Linked DNA regions of Sus scrofa: region 2 is linked to region 1. A link is a contact called in public HiChIP or PLAC-seq data. All regions are on one chromosome and are shown on one strand. Each heading gives the region's core, a stretch centred on a gene start, on an enhancer-like site or on the middle of the called end of the contact. The rest is flanking DNA. Distances are from core to core; before and after follow the strand shown. Region 1 overlaps ACTN4 (alpha-actinin-4). Region 2 overlaps SIRT2 (sirtuin 2).

Region 1 (3,150 bases), core at 192-2,691:
TTGTCTTTTTTTTTTTGCTATTTCTTGGGCCGCTCCGGCGGCATATGGAGGTTCCCAGGCTAGGGGTCTAATCGGAGCTGTAGCCACCGGCCTACGCCAGAGCCACAGCAACGCAGGATCCAAGCCGTGTCTGCAACCTACACCACAGCTCACGGCAACGCTGGATTGTCAACCCACTGAGCAAGGTCAGGGATCGAACCCGCAACCTCAAGGTTCCTAGTCGGATTCGTTAACCACTGCGCCACAATGGGAACTCCAAGCTCTGCGATTTTGAACTTGTGTGACCCTGGGCGTGCGACTTCCTTCCAGATTCCTCAGTTTTCTGGTCTGTGAAACGGGGGTGGGGATGAGGTGGAGACCAAGTTACCCACCACAGGTGAAGTGCGGAGAGCGGCCCTTGGCACCCAGTAGGTAAGAGGAGCAACGGTTATTTATTAAAGGCCATGTGTCTACTTCAACGGGTACTGACTCACCGGCAACCTCATCCTAAGCCCTCGACGACATCATCAGGGAAACACGTGGGCCGACTGGGGATGGGTGTGATGACTGCGATGACTGAGGCTGCAACACGGAGCTGCCGGGCTCGTTCCTGGCCCTCTGCCCCGGTTCCCCCTCATCGGCCCCTTGTGGGCTCTAGCCTAGGGAGCTGATGTGTAGGCAGAACCCTGGGGGCCCACGGGTGGGGGACAGGGAACAATCTGGGGAGGAACAGGACCGGGACCCAGGACATAGGGATGGACTCGCCGGCAGGATTACAAGGGCCGGGGGAGCAGCAGGCGCTGGAGGAGGAGCAAGGCCGCGCTCCACCGGGTGGGCAGGTGGCCTGGGCTCTGATCCGGTCTCACCCGCTCCCGAGCTGTGTGACCTTGGGCAGGGCCCTTGGCCTCTCTGTGCCTGTAACACAGGATTGCTGGGGGATGAAATGAGCTGATACAAGCAGAGCACCGAATGCTCTGGGTTTTCGTCATTGCCATTAATCAACACTCAGCCGAGTCGTCCATCCAGGCTCATCCTGGCCGGCCCTCCATCCTCTGACTCATCTTTGGGGGAATGGACAGCACCCCAAGCAGCCCTCCCCTTCTCCTCCAGGGCCACTGTCCAGAAAGCTGCCTTGGGGACTGCCTGTTCCCTGGCTGTTCCCCACTGCCTGGGAAAAAGGCTGGCCTAGGATTACCCCAAGTCTGTTTCCCACCAGCTTCCTGGGGCTCGCCTGTCAATAAGGGACCTGCCCGTGTCCCACTCCCTGCTAGTCCTGTGGAAGGTGGATGTCTGCGGCTGTGACCTCCCTCTCCTTGGCCTGGGCGTGCCAAGTGTAGGAACTTGATCCTAGAGGAGCTGCAGGACCTCAGAGGGTGTCCCCAACAGGGACGCTACATCCCTAGTACTGTCTCTATGGTACATTCTGCTTCTGAGCAAACAGGGAAGCCCCAGAGCAGCTGGGCAGTGTGGAGAGAGCGAGTCAGGGGGAAGCTGGCCCTGCCTGGCGGCGGGGCTCCACCAAGCATCACCACTTAGCCCCAGTCTTGAAGGAATCAGCAGGGCTTTGGGGAGGACGGTGACCAGGGTGGGCTGTCTGTGGAAAGGGCAGTTCCAGCCAAGGATCCTATTTTTGAGCAGACGGCTATTTTGGGAGCCCTGCTGCCCCTCCAGGGTCTGTGGATTTTCCATGAAGTAATGGCCCAGGCCTCCTACTCCCTGGGCCTGGACTGCTGCTGGCCGCCGCGCTGGTGGAATAAGGCCCCCTTTCACTGGCTCTGGAGGCTCAGTGTACTAACTGTGCGCACACGTTTATCTGACTCGGGCAGGGAAGGGAGGGCAGAGAACCGGCTGCCTGGAAGCTCTTACAATAAGTGTATTCTGCGCAGGAGAGGGAAGGGGCTGTGCGGAACAATGGGCTCTCTGTGCAGCCATCCCTCAGGGAGCAGCGGGTGGGAGCGGTGGGGGCCAGGCCGCCCACGACATCAGGGGGCCAGCAGGTCTCCTTGGTGTTGGCAGAGGGACCCTGCCAGCCTGAGGAATCAGGACGAGGGGCCAGCGACCTCCCTCTGCTGGACAACCTAGATGCCACTGTGTCTCTCGTCCAGGGTTCACACAAGGTGGGCAAAAGGCATCACCCCACAAGGCCCTTACCTGGCATTGAAAGGAGGGGGGTGAGGACACCCTGCTCCACCCGTGCCCTGGGCAGGGCGCTGGAGGAGGAGCAGGTGGCGGGACCCACAAGCCCACACGTACTTGAGCTCCTGGGCGATGGCCGCGATCTGCTCCACGCGGTCCTGGTGTGCGGCCAGGTCACTCTCGAAGGCCTCGTGCTTGCGGATGAGGGCTTTGATATCTGAGAGGGTGGCCGTCTCATAGTCCCGCTGCTTCAGCATGGCCTCCTTCCCTGCGGGGGGTGGAGGGCAGGGGTGCTTAACAACAGCGCCGTGGGGGTCCAGGGCCTTCCAGAACCTTTCCCGTGCCCTTTGCAGGAATCTCTAAGCCCAAATGTATCCTGGATGGAACTGGGTTGGGGGGCCTGAGACAGATACCCCAATTCAAACTGTGTGTTCTACACGTAGTCCGTTATGGGTACACAGTAGGAATTTGGATTGTGCTGCGACGGCTGGAAAAGCGGACGCCCATCTCCAGATCTGGAGAAGCGGGTGGGGCTGCGGCCACGCCCGCAAAGTGGGGAAGGGGGAGCCTGACCATGGGACGGAGCCTCTGCCCGCACCGTCCTGAAGGCTTTCTATGTGCGGGGCTAGAGGGGGGCGGGGGGGCAGGGCCACTGGAGGAAAGCTGTTATTAGCTCCGGAGCCTGGCTAATTACACAGCCCAGCACAGAGCTCAGGCGAGCTCTGCAAGCACAGGAAGGTCCTGCAGAGGACCCAGGGGGAACACTGGCCTGGAGAGGTGGCTGAACCCCCAACCCCTAAAGCTCAGAGACCCCCTCCTCAGCTGGCATCAGAAAATCTGACCAACGGCTGCCTGCCGGGGGCGGCGACTTGGAGCAGGAAGTCTCCCCGCCTGTCCCCTCATCTGAAAAATGGGGCCCTCGCCAGCCCTAGTCTAAAGCCTCAGTGAGGTGACGTCAAGAAGGGTGGGCAGCATGAGTAGTATCATCCGCACCCCAGCCACCCAAGGACGGGCCCTGCTTCCCAGCCCCCGGGG
Region 2 (3,150 bases), core at 382-2,881, 130 kb before region 1:
GAGTGGAGGGCAAGAGCTGACACTTTACTGTGGGGAGAGACGATGGATGAGATGGCGAAGTCGAATACGTATTCTGTCGATACTGAGAGGCCTATGGAGGACAGCTGAGCAGGAAAAGGGACCCAGAGCTCTGTGTGTGTGTCTGGGGTGGGGGGAGGCTGCTCTTGCAAGCCAGGTGTCAGGGAAGGCTTCCCTCAGAAGGGGGACATTTAAACAAAGACCTGTAGGAGTTCCCGTTGTGATTCAGCAGTAACAAACCCAACTAGTATCCATGAGGACTCAGGTTCCATCCTTGGCCCCTCTCAGTGGGTTAAGGATCTGGCTTTGCCGTGAGCTGTGGTGTGGATCGCAGATGGGGCTCAGATCCCATGTTGCTGTGGCTGTGGGGTAGGCCAGCAGCTCCGATTTGACCCTAGACTGGGACCCTCCACATGCCAGGAGTGAAGCCCTGAAAGGCATGCAAGCATAAATAAATAAATAAATACCTGTAGGAAGGGAGGGAGGGAGCCATCGAACTATCTGGGAGGAGAGTGCAGTCCAGGCAAAGGGCAGCACCAGTGCAAAGGCCCTGAGGTGAGACTGCATTTGGCATGTTCACGAAGCTGGATCTAGGGAGTTCCCTGGTGGTCTGGTGGCTAGGACTTGACGCTTTCACCCCTGCGGCCCAGTTCAATCCCTGGTCTGGAAACTGAGAGAGGAGGACAGTAGCAGAAGAGGATGGAGGAGACAAGGTCAGGGAGGTGACAGCGGGGGACCACAGGAAGGGCTTTGTCCTTTCCCCTGAGTGAGATGGAGTCACTGGTGGGATCTGAGCAGAGCAGAGCTGTGACCTGACCCCCCCTGTTCCCAGGGTCTCTCTGGCTGCATTGGGGGTGGGGGGGCAGACCGTGAGTGGGGGTGGGGGTGGGGGGCACAGAGATGCAGGAGGAGGCTGCTGGGCTGGCCCAAGCAGGAGGCGATGGAGGCTGGGCCAGGGAGGGGCTGCTGAATGGGAGAAGTGGGCAGGTTATGAACCAGTTTTGAAGGTAGGGCCAACTGGGAAATGCGTTGCAGGAGAGGAGTCAGGACAGCTCAGCCCAGGTGCACCTGCAGCCTTTTACTGAGATGGTGCAGGGACAGGCAGGTGTAGGGGCAGAGGAGGAGTTTGGTTTAAGGCACGTCCAGCTTGCAATGCCCACTAGACGACCATGTGGAGATGTGGGCAGACAGCTGGACACAGGCGTCAGGGCCTGAGCCGGAGAACAGCATGTAGATGGTGTTTAAACCCCCCAGGAGTTCCCGTCGTGGCTCAGTGGTTAATGAATCCAACTAGGAACCATGAGGTTGTGGGATCGATCCCTGGCCTCGCTCAGTGGGTTAAGGATCCGGCATTGCTGTGAGCTATGGTATAGGCCGACAGCTACAGCTCCAATTGGACCTCCAGCCTGGGAACCTCCATATGCTGAGGGTGTAGCCCTAAAAAGACAAAAAGACCAATAAATAAATACATAAATAAACCCTCCAGAGGGGGAAATCACAGGAGCCCCAGCTGAAGAAACCCAGGCCCAGGGTGGGGCTCGCCAGGGCTGCTCAGAGTGTTCCCTTCCCAGCTCGGTCTGAGACAGGACCTCCTGTCCCCCAACCACAAGAGCGCACCAGCCCAGGCGAAAGCCGGCTAGACTATGCCCATTGCCATGCTTAATGTGCAGGATTTAAGTCCACATGCATACTGAAAATGGCACATTACATAAAACAAAGGTGGAAAACACTGTTTCCATTCTCACGTTTTATGAAACCGTTTTTTGGGTTTTTGTTGTCACCCTCTTCTTCAACCTCAACCACTTTTTGAGTCACTGACCCAGTTTTCTGGGACACATTGTCTTTGCTTCTTTCTGAATTGTGACGACGCAGCACTTTTGAAGCCTGCACCGGGCTATTTTTAGCTCAAGACACAAGCGTTCATTCAACCAGGAGAACAGTTGTCTCCTTCGTTCAGGCCACTGCGAGCAGTGCAGCAGAAGCCGCTTACAGTTCTTTTTAATTCGGCATCTACGGCACGTCCATCACACACAGGGGTGGTACTTGGCTTGCTTTCACTTAAGCCCTTGTCTGGGAGACCCTTCCCTATCTGCCCCGGCAGTGCAGCTTCACGATTTTTTTTCGGTCTTTTTAGGGCCGTTCCCGCAGCATATGGAGGTTCCCAGGCTGGGGGTCGAATCAGAGCTATAGCCGCCGACCGACACCACAGCCACAGCAATGCGGGATCCAAGCCGCATCTGCGACCTACACCACAGCGCACGGCAACGCCGGATCCTCAACCCACTGAGCAAGGCCAGGGATGGAACCCAAGTCCTCATGGATACTAGTCATGGATACGGAGCCACGACGGGAACTCCACCTTCATGCTTTTTTAAGAGCATGTCCATCAGAGACACGAGGCTTTGCAAACAAAAGCAAGCCAAGGTTTAAAAATCAAGAGATTGCGGGTGAAAACCCAGACTTCAGACTCCTCTGGAAGATCAGGAGGAGCTGGCTGCACCCCAGGGTGGGTGCGTGGGGTGGGTACGTGGAGCTGAGTAGCCCTCCTTGCCCAGGGCCCATCTCCTCACCACGCCCTGTTTCCTGCCTGAGGCTGAGGCTGGATGTCAGTTGTATTGCTGCCTGTCACAGCTTGTCCTTTGTAAAAGAACTTCTTGGGCGCTCTTCTCCACCCCAGCATCCATCCCTGGGGGCCCCTACTATTACCTGCTTCTTGGGCCTCCTTTGAAGATATTCTGTACTTAGACGAGCAAATACACAAATTCACGTATTCATCTTTCCACACCCTGTGCACGCTGCCTTTGTGCTTTCGGCCTACAGACATCGTGGAGAGATCACTCAGATCAGGATAGGCGTCGGGCACATTCATTTTTGGTTTTTTTGGCCACCCTGAGGCATGTGGAGTTCCCAGGCCAGGGGATCAGATCTGAGCCACAGGTGTGGTGTATGCCACAGCGGCAACACCACCAGATCCTTAACCCATCGTGCTGGGCTGGGGGTCGAACGTGCGTCCCGGTGCTCCAGAGACACCGCCAGACCCGTTGCTCCACAGCAGGAATTCCAGCCACATTCATTTTTGTTTGTTTGTGGTTTTCCGTCAAAGCGGCACCAGAAGTTTCCCTGGTGGGGATC

What was found. HiChIP or PLAC-seq counts read pairs in DNA pulled down with a chosen protein or histone mark.
Region 2: an H3K27ac HiChIP or PLAC-seq map of skeletal muscle shows a contact between it and region 1. The contact joins two enhancer-like sites. A contact is called at or near these places in 1 of 47 Hi-C or Micro-C datasets (epiblast stem cells) and 1 of 2 datasets of contacts at active chromatin or transcription factors (skeletal muscle).

What each region holds. Positions count from the first base shown.
Region 1 is chr6:47,556,367-47,559,516 of Sscrofa11.1, reverse strand. It overlaps ACTN4 (alpha-actinin-4), which reads right to left. Exons shown (of 21, transcript XM_003355883.4): 12 at 2,233-2,383. Among named protein-coding and RNA genes, the nearest start is that of CAPN12, 21 kb to the left of the region's middle. Within about 2 kb of position 1,441, at least 26 of the 83 cell types and tissues checked have an H3K27ac peak or open chromatin away from gene starts, as enhancers often do. A contact at or near this core is called in skeletal muscle, where this site is marked.
Region 2 is chr6:47,688,307-47,691,456 of Sscrofa11.1, reverse strand. The region is part of intron 9 of SIRT2 (sirtuin 2); the gene reads left to right. Among named protein-coding and RNA genes, the nearest start is that of RINL, 7.6 kb to the right of the region's middle. Within about 2 kb of position 1,631, at least 22 of the 83 cell types and tissues checked have an H3K27ac peak or open chromatin away from gene starts, as enhancers often do. A contact at or near this core is called in skeletal muscle, where this site is marked.